2 separate regions of the Zea mays genome follow, and region 1 is linked to region 2. Evidence: chromatin contacts called from public Hi-C data. All regions are on one chromosome and are shown on one strand. The core of a region is the stretch at or near the end of the contact, and the rest is flanking DNA. Distances in the headings are between cores, read along the strand shown.

Region 1 (6,812 bases), core at 656-3,155, 410 kb before region 2:
GTTTATGAGATGTGAATTGACAAACAAGTTTGATGACCGGCCTGTCGTTGTACTCGCAACCCATCCTTTAATTCCTGCTTCTTGAAATCTTCTAATAATCTACTGCTAATGGCTTCAGGATGAGATAAACAAAAGCTAGCAGGCGCTGATCTGTTCACCAGTCCATTGTATGCTCAGATATATATATTGACACATTCCAGTCATATCATCTGAACTTCCTGGATATCTAATATTTTGAGTTACAGTTGAGCTACATAGATCTAGGAAAAAAAAAAAGATGCAGACCGGCTGCAAAGTTCCTAGCTATGCATGCCCCACTGTTTATGTTGAAAAGCTACCCTGACAGATTTGTTCCACTTTTAATTTAAAGCTGGTGTTGCAACTTAATTGCTCGGTTTTTTTGTAAGGTACCTACTGGGTACGCCCTTTTTTTACCTACTAAATGTCTAAATATTTTTTTCAGACAAGTGAACACGCATTAATCTCATTTTTTTTATATACATAGACACTTAAAACAGTTGGTTTTAATTCTCGTTATTTCACAGTTTCCGTGTACTACATAAGAAGACACATACTAGACATTGAGCACGATAATGATACATTAGAAGGTAAGGGGTATGCATCTGACAGTTACATCTCTCCACAGATCGATCTTATCAAAATAGAGAACGATGTTCTTGGATATATCCTAATTCAAAACTATTCGCAATTTCCTCTGATTCCTCTTTATTCCTAATTCAAAACTATTTGCAACTGCTGGCACTAATTTATCTTGAAAAATAGAGTACATACTAACTCAATACGTACATTTGCATGCAAATGAAATCGGCAGCAAAACTATTACCACACATCACAGTATATACGGGTCCCTTCGAAGCAAAAGAAATATGAAGGATTTTTTTGAATAATTCATTTCCTACATGAAAATTTCCTGCGTGAGCCTTTGGAACAATACAGGATTCAATACCATCAATTCTTTTTAAAATTTCTTATGGATTGCATTCCTATCTATACAAGTTAATTTTGGAATTCTTATAGATGTATCTTATTTTGGTTGTCTTCTAAATAGCAAAATCTGCCTATGTCGAAGGCTTATTTGGAGGCACCACCATTCCGATTTTTAGTAAAAAAAAAGGATGAACGGGAGAATCACTTTGGTTTCTAGTGTTACACAGTAGGTATCAGGCAAAGACATAGATTATGTAGATATATATGCTGGGAGAGCGCATATATACGAACCCCTCACGAGAAAGGGAATCTATGTGGAGAATTTGTGATGGATACTAATAATATAGTACATACGTGGATGATGTGTGATCTCGACCGAACAAAACGTCGTTTAGCTTGGACAGAAACAAGCACTACTGCAATATTAATAAAATTGCTGTTTGCATGCCCGGCCGACAGCTCCAAGAACATGATCCATGCATGCATCATTGTTAGTTCCAGACAAATCGTGTGAGCATCTGGCGGTTGCGAATGCATTATCACATAACCACACTTCCTCTCGGATTCATTAGCAAGCTAGCAAAGATAACACGAAGGGAGAGCTAGCTTAGCAGGACTCCTCCTCCCCGGCCGGCCCATCTAATCCCCGTGTCCGTGTGTGCTGCACGTCGCGGGCTGGAAAGCCTCGGGCGGGCCATCCACCGCCACGCGGAAGGGGAGGTGGGCCAGGCACCCCATGTGCGCACATGTGGTGGTTTGCAACGCCCGGCCCCACCACCAACCACTTCGCCGCTTCGGTCCTCCCTCCGGGCTCCTGCCTCATTTCGTTTTGTCTCTCGCTGTCAACAGAACAGGGTAGTGTGTGTTGTAGGACACCGGATCTTGCAGACGACATTTGTGTCAGACCCGTGTTCCTCACTTTCTCTCCCTCTCTCTCTCTACTCCTCTTTCTCTCTCTAGAATAGAATACTCACAGCATGATCACAGAGGCAGAAGCAGGCAGACCGGCAGGCAGGACCTTCCTCCCCTGATCCTCTGTGTCAGAGCCCCAAATCCCCCCTTCTCTCTCATCTTCCTCGTCCTTAACTTCTCTCTCTCACCCTCATCCGTCTTCTCTCTCTCCTCCCGCCTGCCTTTTAAGCGACGCGCCCACCTCCCACCGCAGGACCCTCTGATCGACCACCCTTCCCCCGGCTCTCCCTCCTCCGCGCCGCGCCCGTTGATGGCCGGCGGGAAGAGGACGACGGCGCGCCACCAACACAACCACCCACCGCCGCCGCCGCCTAACCCTAGCCCTAACCGTGGCCGCGGGGTCGCCGACCCGCCGCCGGCCTCGGACGACTCGCCGTCGTCGAAGCGCATGCTGGCCTTCCACTTCCTCCGCGCGCTGGCACGGATCCACAGCACCACGCCGGCGCCGCGCCGCCCGCGCACCATCCGCCGCGCGGCCTACTCGTCCATGGCGCGCGCCGCCAGCCCGCGCCGGGCCTGGACGCAGGCGCTGCTGCTCCGCCGGGCGCGCTCGCGCGGGGTGGCCGTCGTCGGCTCGTCCAGGCGCGCGGTCCTGCTGCGGAGGCGCGTCTCCGCCTCGGCGCCTCCACCGATGCTCCGCGCCAGCGCCGGGGCGACGTCGGCGGCGGCGCCGCCGGTCCAGGGCCCGCCTCCGAGGCAGGCCGGGGAGCCGGCCAGGGCCGACGCGCTCCGGCGGATCGTCCCCGGCGGCGCCGGCATGGAGTACTGCAGCCTACTCGACGAGACCGCCGACTACGTGCTGCACCTCCGCGCGCAGGTGCAGCTCATGCAGAGCCTCGTCGACCTCTTCTCTCCGCCCAACCCAACCAGTAATTAATCAATACCGCATGGTCAATTGATTCTTCCCTCTTGCACCGCCGTCGCCGCGGTTTGTGTCTAAATCATCATCGCATATCTCTTGTTCATGCCACACATGCATGAGATGGATGCATGATTAAGATAGGAGATTATTGTTGAGGAGAGAGATCGATTATTATTATTGCTGCTAGTGCATATGTTTAGTGGGTGTATAGGTTGGGAACACACATTCATGGAGGATGGAACCACACACCGATCAATTGGAGGGAGAAGAGATTGTTCGGGTAATTAATTGTAATATATATATAGAGAGACAATTGAGCCACATACATATATAAGCTATTAGTGCAGTGCTTGCTGTTGGGTACTTGGTCAGATGATTGAGTATGCGTATACATGCCTGTGAAAAATTGTGGAGCCATATGTCATGTATCTTTTGTACCTAACTACGTAGTAGGTAGGTATATAGCTGTGTTACACACTTTTTTTTGCCTGTCAATCTTCCTTTTCTATGCATGTAGTACGTAGGTCTACCTATCTGAATGGGGAACAAGTAATTACTGATCATATATATGGCATGACATGAACCTTTACCATGAGTGGTTGCATGAATAATGCCTGACGCATGAATAAGCTATTAACATGCTATTATCTTTTTTCTTCTAGATCGAGTTAGGTATACTAGTTGTTATTCTTGTTTTTTCTGGAATGAGGTATAGGTGCGCGCGGCTACCTGCCCACGTGTATGCATGTATCTCTCTCTCTCCCTCTACTCTGTACGGTGGGAGAGCTGACAACCATAGGGCATAGGTACATGCATGAAGCTCTAGCTAGTTGTTATTTGCCTTGTGTAATTGGAGTGCTAGGATGGTGGTGTTGTGTTCAATTGGTTTGTCTAATGCAGTTACCATCTTTTGATTAAATAAAGGACCTCCCTTTTGCCCCCCTCCGCCCTCCCTGGAATTTTTTTTTGCCTCATCTCACATTCAGTCAGCTAGTTAGGCCAACTAATTATCCCCAGTTCCTTTTTAGGTGCCACCGTCTCTAAAGACTATTCTGTGTACTTGTACCTAATTTTCTTCTCTTTGGTTCTTTGTCATGTGTTATTATTCTTGGTTGTTGTTGTCTTTGGCACATGCTTTTGTTGCTTTCTTTGTGAGGTAAGAATCCCAAAGGCTTAATACTGGCTTCTTCTGTTTGTTCCAACTGACCAAAGAGAAGTGATTTGTGCAAATTGTGTGCCCCTGGGTAAGCTAAGCAGCATATTCGTGCAAATCTTATACTATCATCAGACTACACATGCATATATAGTTCAGACATTGCACTCATCATAAACATTCCTTACAGATAAGAGTATCCTTTTCATTTGTTTTATTTTCTCTTTGGACATAAGGTAAGGGCACGTGCATAACACATTACATTTAATTAGGTGATTAATATAGCTGTCCAATTCGAACACCTAAATCAGTACTAATGACACTAAATTCTGGTACTCGATTGAATCTATATATAGCTAGCTAAGCTAACCAACCTTTGCAATTAGCTAGCCAATTCTATCGGCCCACAAGATTTAGCTAGCTGTACCAATAATTTTCTAGATAGCTATACATCCATCTTCCATTGATTAACATAAATATACATAACACTATATGTTGCCCACTATATAGAATAATGGTGGCAGGTGAATATTGGGTACCAATTCCTTAATTTGGAGGCTTCTATACCAATGCAACAAAAATGTATACTCATTTGATCTGGTCTCTGCTTTGTTTTCTTGTGTGTTTATACTTTATACACGAGTTAATTATTAGTATTATTAAGTTTTTATTTGTTGCACTGCATATAGTGGGCCAGTATACAAATCTAACACAACATCCAACTATCAGCGCATTTTAGCATGCTGTGAATTATATGAAGTCTCCATTATGCATGCCAAAGTTTAATCAGTTTATATAAGCACATTGTATTTTTATTAGCTTTTATTAGTGAAACAATAACACCGCACTCAAGCAAGAACAGAATATTTATGCACTGAGTGAAATACATAGACGCTGGTGTAGACATCACACATGGTTATTAAGTAATAACACAACATTCAACTTTGGAGTGACCAGCTTGAGAAGATCAAATTTTATCAATCGCTCTAGAAGGATGAAACTGACTTGTTTGCATTGAATGTGAATGTCATGTATAGACACTACAGCTGTCTTTTTTCATGTTACAGAACTGAAAAGAGAGTCATGAAAAGATAACTTATGCCTACACAACGCACGAAGAACGTAAGAATTAGCGCAAAAATGCCTCCTTCAGCCCATCTCAATTGTGGTAAAAGTTTGAGGCCTTGTTTGAGTACTAAACTAATTTACACTTCAATCCATCTCAACACATGTGGATTGGTGAATATAAGTGTCATGTGGGGCCGCACCTACACGCGGGCCCGCGACGCCAGGAGGGCTGAGGCTAGGGCGTTTAAGGAAGGCGCCAGCAGCAGCACTACCAAGGAAGGTCCATCCAAGGAAAGTGGCTAGATTAGTGGCCAAATTGATAGGCCTTAATTAGAGGGGAGTTGGTTTCCAAATAAGTCATTTCCTAAATTAGGGTTTCCAAATAAGTCATTTCCTAAATTAGAAGTTACCTAGTTGGTCGGGCCAGTGACCTATTTATATGGAACCATGAGGCAGTGAAAGGAATAAGAAATACATCAGCTTTATCTCCCATCTCCCTACACTCTCTCTAAAGCCTACGGCAGAGGATTACCTCGCCGGAGAAGACGGACAGCGGGTACGAGTTACGTAGCCGCGGTCCAGCTGCTCGAGGGGTTAACGCCCTTGACAACCTGGTATCACGATCCCGGCGATCCTCTTCCCAGTCCACCACTACGCCAGCCGCAGCACCAACATCACCGACGTCCTCTGTGGCGTCTTGCGTTCCAGCCATGGGCGATTCCAACGACTTCAAGGCCTTTGCCGAGGCTCTCAAGTCCCTGCAGGCGTCCGTCGCGGCCAACGCCCAAGCCATCGCCAGCCTCACAGCCGACCGCACGTCCGCCTCCGGCCACAAGATCGGCTACGGCGAGCACCATGGGGACCGGCCACCGAGGTTCCAAAAGCTGGACTTTCCCCGGTACGATGGTAAAACCGATCCTCTCATCTTCATCAACCGCTGCGAATCCTACTTCCATCAGCAGCGCATCATGGAGGAGGAGAAGGTCTGGATGGCATCCTACAACTTGGAGCATGGGGCGCAGATGTGGTATATCCAGGTCCAGACGGACGAGGGTACTCCATCGTGGCGCAGGTTCAAGGAGTTGCTCAATCTGCGCTACGGTCCTCCTCTCCGCGCTGCGCCTCTCTTCGAGCTGGCTGATTGCCGCCGCACGGGGTCTGTCGCGGACTATCAGGACCGCTTCCAGGCGCTCCTTCCACGTGCAGGACCCCTCGACGAGGCACAACGGGTCCAACTGTTCACGGGGGGTCTCCGTCCCCCGCTCAGCCTTGACGTCCAGGTACACAACCCGCAGTCCTTGGCGGCTGCCATGAGCCTGGCGCGCCAGCTGGAGCTTCGGGAACAATATACATCGCCGCCTCCCAAGGGCGCCACCCGTGGTCTGCTGCCAACCCCTGCACCGCGTCTAGCTCTGCCTGCCCCGCCGGCTGAGAAGGCAGCCACGCCCGCGGTCATGGCAGATGGGCGCAAACACCTATCCATGCAGGAGCAAGAGGAGCGTCGTCGGCAAGGCCTCTGCTTCAACTGCAACGAGCGCTACACACGGGGGCACAACTGCGTCTGTACGCGGATCTTCTACATCAACGGCGTCGAGTTGGACACCGCCGACGAGTCCGCCACAGGGGAGGACCCCAACACGGAGACACCGGTGTTCTCCCTTCACGCCGTCGCAGGGGTACTCGTCGGCAATACAGTACAACTGCAGGTGATCGTCGGCGCCGCTACTTTCGTCGCGCTCATCGACACAGGCTCCACACACAGCTTCATCGGGGAAACGACTGCGCGACGCTCCGGGCTGACCATCGAGC
Region 2 (6,237 bases), core at 3,581-6,080:
TCAGGTACTTACCACTATACGGATTGTGATGGAGACTGCATAGATCTGTTGATTCACAAGACGAAGAAAGGAAAAGAGTCAGAACATAGACCATGCTTGCATGCTACCTTTAAAAAAAAAACGAGAGGGGAGGGGGAGGATAGATGAAAGCACTAACGGTGTAGTTCTTCATCCTCTGGAAGATGCATCTGCTGGTGAGGACAGCGCTGATGATGACACTGAGACCTGGCTCAGTAAGGACAATGTCGGAAGCGCTCCTGGCCGCGTCGGTAGCGTCCGCGACAGCGATACCGATGTCGGCCTTCTTAAGAGCCGGGGCGTCGTTGACACCGTCTCCAGTCATACCAACGATGTGCTTCTTCTCTTGCAGTCTCTTCACGATCTCGTACTTGTGTTCTGCGCAACAGACAGTCCCATAAGCAAAAGGTACTTATTACTTTGCGTAGCAACAACCTAGATAGTGTTAATTTGTAGGTGTTTGACTCACCAGGGAAGACTCCGGCAAAACCGTCGGCCTTCTCGATGAGCTCGTCTACAGGAAGTGCCTCGAGCGTAGCATCCTTGTTTTGGCCGAGCAATGCTGAGGAAGGATACATGTTGGTACCCATCCCGAGCCTCCTTCCGGTCTCCTTACCGATAGCAAGCTGATCACCTGAGGTAAAAACAAAAGGATGTCCAAATTTAGCAATTGCACAAATATTGGCCCAATCAAATAAACTGTAGGCTCATTTGTTGTTAACAGGCTATCTGGCTATGTACCCGTAATCATCTTGACGTTGACACCAAGAACAAGAGCCTTGCGAATCGTCTCAGCACTGTCATGCCTGGGCGGATCAAACAAAGGCAACAGACCAACGAACTGCCATGGTCCACCAGGGGACTCCTTGTTTCTCTCAGGCACTTCCTGTCTGGCAACAGCAAGCGAACGAAGACCACGCTCGGCATACTTGTCGATGATACCGTGCACCTTACGCCTCAGATCCTCCTTGCAGTGGCACAGGTCAAGAATCTGTTTGGGTTTCATCACACAGGAGAAATCTAACTAGTTAGTCCTGCTGAAAGAAGCTAGGAAGGCTCGCTTTTTTTCAGTTCGTTCCAGAATAAGCAGCATGGACGCAAATCTCCTCACCTGTTCAGGGGCACCCTTGCTGACACGGTGCCAGTGGCCATCGGCATCAATGTACGTCAGAGCAGTCCTCTTGTCGACAGGGTTGAAGGGCAAGAAGTGGATCTCCCTGATACCAGCCCTGGCCTCCTTAGGGTCAGCAAGCATGCCAACCATGGCGGCGTCGATGGCGTCCTGGTTCTCGGTCCTCGACGCCCTCGCGGCCAGCAGCAGCACGTGGTCCTTGTCGACGCCCTTGCAGAACACCTCGACGAGGTTCTTGTCGACGCTGAGCTTGTTGAGGGTGAGCGTGCCGGTCTTGTCGCTGCAGAGCACGTCCATCCCGGCCATCTCCTCGATGGCGGTCATCCTCTTGGTGATGGCGCCCTGCTGCGACAGCTTGTGCGAGCCGATGGCCATGGTGACCGAGAGCACGGTGGGCATGGCGATCGGGATGCCGCCGATCAGGAGCACCAGCAGGTTCTCGATCCCGCTGCGGTACCTGCGGTGCTGGATCGGGAACATGACGATGATCTCGACGACGATGCCCACCGCGATCGAGCAGATGCAGAAGTTCCCGATCGCCGTCAGGACCTGCTGGAAGTGCCCCACCTGGTTGGTGCTGTCCACGAGGTGAGCGGCCTTGCCGAAGAAGGTGTGCACTCCGGTGGCGATCACCACGGCCTCGATCTCGCCCTGCTTGCAGGTGGACCCCGAGAACACCTCGTCCCCGGGACCCTTGGTAACCGGGAGCGACTCTCCGGTAAGCGCGGACTGGTCAACCTTGAGAGGATCGCCCTCGAGGAGACGCGCGTCGGCAGGGACGATGTCACCGAGCTTGATGCTGACGATGTCACCAGGAACCAAGATCGCAGCCTCTTGCTCGCCCCATCGGCCATCTCTCAGAACCTGTTTAGAACAGGTAAACGAATCTGATGAGATGAATGAAACTGATAGCAATGCTTTTTTAAAAAAATAAAAATTATCAGATAACATAACAACATTACAGTTTATTTATTTTAAGCAGTCATTAGTACCTAACACATTTTATAATTTGTTTGACTCGCCACAAGTAGGATGAACAAAACAATAATATTCAAAACGACAGCGGCGTTGTGCGAGAAATTGCTTATACAACAGAAATAAAAAAAGCACTGAAAAGTTGGAGGATGGCAACCCAAATTGAGAATCCTGAGCTAATTGAATGCCACGTGCAAGACAATAACGCATACTTTCCAGCCATGGATAAGACTAGACCTATGTATGAATGGAACTGGAACTTGACTTCTCTACCGTATGTCATGTCCTGTATCCAAATAAGCTGCACATTCAAGGTGCACCAAACTATCCCAATTCTTTACGGCTATTAAACAGCATCCAAAAGACGTGTCCCTTTCTTTTCCTCAATAATGAAACATATGCCCACTCCACTCATGTCCCGTCCAATGGACCATTTAGAACTTGAGTTTTTTTTTTTGGGACTGGGGCTTTTTGAAAGCCCTATAGAAAGATTGCTCCTTCCACTACGTTGCAACTTGTCCATGAAAATATCATCTCTACCATACCATATAATAGCAAGTTAAACTATTCCTCTATCTAATAATTCTTTCGGGGCTAGCTGTTTAGTTTCCTCCAGTCTTAAGATTAAAAAAAAACATCCATTTCGTCAAGTACATCTCGCTGTGTGCTCACCTTGGTCTTGGGAGCAAGGTTGGCCATGAGCGCGGCCGCGGCGTTGCCGGCATTGTTCTCCTCGATGAAGGAGATGGTGGAGTTGATGACCAGGAGCACGATGATGCCGACGAAGTCCTCCCAGTCGGGGGGCTTGCCGCCGCCGTTGGCGAGGGCGATGGCCATGACGGCGGCCATCTCCATGACCCACGACAGCGGGTTCCACATGAACCCGAGGAACTTGAGGATCTTGCTTTCCTGTGGAACGAACACAAGGACACGGAAAGGCTTCAGCATCGCGCGCGGAGAGAGAGCTTTGGTCCCAAGAAAACAAACAAGCAAAAAAGAAAAAAGAAAAAAAAAACGTGTGGCAGATACATGTCGTCGTTCGTTACGTTACCTTCTTCTCCTCGAGCCTGTTGGGGCCGAAGATCTCGAGGCGCTGCTGGCCCTCGCTGGAGCTCAGCCCCTCGCGGGTGCATTTCAGCTGCTCGAACACCTCCTCGATGGGGATGTTCTCCTGCAAGCAACAAGTTAACACAAGCGGCATCGGGTCAGTCAGTTAAAAGCCAGAACTCTAACAAAAGAACGGGCCCACGGCGTCAGCGTGACTGCCCGCTAGAGTTAGCGGTTGGAACGTGACAAGGAAGAGCCGGAAGGACAGGGCGGTGTACGGGGGGGGGCAATGATTGCCGGCCCGGCAGTACGGCCGTCCGATCTCGATCAGAGAGGGCGCTGGCGCAGGGCACTGCCGCTCGCTCCGCACCCTCCGTGGCCCCACCCATGTGTGTGAGTGTGACCCCGCAAGCACGGGCGCGCGCGTGTGTGAACCGGCCGAATTGGACGGAACAAAACAGATGAGCAGGGCAGCGGGAAGGGGGCCACCCGTCATACTCAGGTGGCATAGTGCTCCACTTGGTCAACAGGGATTAATAATTGAAACGGGTTCCCTATTTTCCTCCCTCTGATCTCAGCAGCATGATCGCTGTCGATCTGCGTGCCCACCCCCCGCGCTGGCCAAAGGGACTGCACAAATTCGGATATTTTTTTGGGGGCCTCTCGTTAGGCATAGTTTCGTCGAACCATCGACGCTTGGACAGATCGATGCGGCAAAAAAACGTACGGAGACGGCGTATAGTGGATTTTGCTCCGTGGTCAAATCCGGGCAACGTATTAAATACGGCAGATCGAATCGATCCAGAGGGTGGGTGTTTCGCTCCGAGCTAGAAGGCAAAGCTGTACGCATTCAATCAAACAGCTCACATGAGCAAGAGCAGAGCAAGACACGGGAGGAACATGACCCACGGCCGGCCAGGTGTTGCCGGCCCTCTCCCCCCTTGTCCGAAAAGCTGCTAGAGAGATTGGTTGAGCGCGTAAAAGGCAGCTAGCGATGCGACCCCATCCATCGTCCATGCGGAGAAAATGGAAACAAACTAAGGCATAAAATCTTTTCGCATGAACAGGATTCCCTTCCTGCATGCTCCTCCTGCGTGTGAAATTGCTTTCAGAAGAGTTCAGACTCTGGACCACTTTTTTCTCTCTCGGTTTTTTTTTTTCCTTCCTCCTCCAGGACCAGCAAGAGCAGAGGAACAGAACAGGAAGTCAAAGGGCCGGGGCAAAAGCAAAACTGGCCGCCGTTACATAGTTCATCGTTGCCTCCAGGCTCTGAGGCTCCAGCAGAGTCAGCGCGTGCGTACGTATACTAGTGGTACTACTACTACTAGTACTACTGGCACAAGTATGGCAGTCTGAATTAAAAGGCGCGATCGAGCAAAAAAAAAAATAAAGCGAGGCAGTGGTAGCGGCAATTTCCTCACCAGATCGACGGCTTCATTCTTGATCTCCTCGAGCCCACCCATGGCGGTCGGCCGGCGCTGGAGCGGACCCTAGAAGCCAAGCCCGGCGGCAGACACGGGCATATGCCACGCGAACGCCGACTCGCTTCTCTTCTCGTGTGAGAAGGGAAGGGAAAGGGGCAAGCAAGCAAAGTAGTGGTGGTGGTGGAGTAGTAGCGCTTGCTGGGCGTCGAGTGGAACGGGAGGAGATGGGGGCGGACCTATATAGCGCCGCGCCGCTCCGCTTTGTACCCGCAGGCCGAGCCACCACCACCATCCCTAGCAGCCCTACGCCCCTACCACGACCCCCACAAGGGCCCACGGGGCCTGTCTCTTTTCGCGTGCCCCCCCGTCGAGTATTAGGTCGGCCCGCTGGCAGCCGGTGGGGTCTGGCCTGCGCGGTTGCGCCGGGCAGCCTCCGCACCCGGGCGTGGCCCCGCGCGTCAGCCACGTTCGGGTCGAGCGGTCACGGGTGGAGGTGGACCGTGGTGACATCCATTACACTTCCACCCCCCGGCTTCGGCTTCGAACGGAACAGAAGCCGCGCGTGTCAGGCACTGCGTGGTGGGCCCGCACCGTCACAGGGTAACGGCACGGGCTTTGGCTTCGGGCCGGGCTCGGTGAATTTGCGAGCCCCGATCCGTGCCGTGCGTGCCATCTCCTGTCGGGACGCGGAGATTCTTTGGCGGCATGAATTCGAACTATTCCACGTCCCAGCGAATGCAGGCGTCGTATCGGACCGCACGCAACCTCTATACAATACCGTACCAGTTTGGAGCTTCAAACAGGCAACCGGTCTCTTTGTAAGGGCTTGTTTGGTTAGCTGTCAATACATATAAATTAAGTGAATTCTTTTTTAATATTTTCTAATTCTATTTAATTAATGGATAACGGGGTTAACCGAACAAATGTAAGTTGGCACGGATCCTTCGGTCTCTTCCCGTTCTCGCTAACAAGGCCTGCCCTGCATTGGCAGATGGCGCAGACAGCAGCCGCGCGTTCCTTCCGTTGGCCGCACGCACGGCCACAAAGGAGCAGTTGCAGTTGAACGGCTATTCAGAAATCAGAAAGGGAAGAGACGACTGACTAAAAAAACAGGGAATTCTGTCTCAGGGATGCCGACGTGGCTCCTACCGGTCCGAGCCGCCTTCCACGGTTCCACCACTAGCCCTAGCTCGTCTGCGGCTTGGTCAGCGGACGGAGGGCCCAACGAGCTGATGCAGCTGCAAGTCTAGTCACTATATAAACACTAGAAAACAGTTCATACTAAAGGCAATCAAATAGGCCGAATAGTGACGCCTGACAGCAGCGCGAGTCCTGCTGCCGCTTCCGGTTTTCCAATTCATATCAACGCTAGCTAGATAGTTCTAAAACTAAATAAATGCCCATCGTGGAAGGTAAAAAAAAAAAGAGGCCCCTAAAAATACCCGTCAGTTCCAGATTTGAAGGGGAGTACCAAAAGCGTTCTGTCTCAAAGGGTCAAGGTTGACCCTTGCCATCTCTGCTACTACTGATTACTCTAAGGGGCCGTTGAATAAATTGGAATTTACTTATATAGTAGGTTATTTAGTTTACAATTTGATATTTCATCGCTTTCCTAAATTTAAATATAAGTCTATCTCAAGT

Evidence for each region. Hi-C and Micro-C count contacts between places; a contact is called where the count stands out from the background.
Region 1: a contact with region 2 is called in a Hi-C map of bundle sheath, with 1.9 times the contacts expected there. The contact joins the promoter of LOC100275788 here to the promoter of LOC542052 in region 2. A contact is called at or near these places in 2 of 25 Hi-C or Micro-C datasets (bundle sheath and ear).

What each region holds. Positions count from the first base shown.
Region 1 is chr10:148,816,338-148,823,149 of Zm-B73-REFERENCE-NAM-5.0, reverse strand. LOC100275788 reads left to right here and starts at 1,905. Exons shown (of 1, transcript NM_001149787.2): 1 at 1,905-3,128. The coding sequence starts at 2,171. The coding sequence ends at 2,797.
Region 2 is chr10:148,408,549-148,414,785 of Zm-B73-REFERENCE-NAM-5.0, reverse strand. It overlaps LOC542052 (proton-exporting ATPase 4), which reads right to left and starts at 4,830. Exons shown (of 13, transcript NM_001305848.1): 1 at 4,594-4,830; 2 at 3,177-3,296; 3 at 2,798-3,034; 4 at 1,130-2,014; 5 at 760-1,009; 6 at 488-652; 7 at 158-396; 8 at 13-45. The coding sequence starts at 4,635.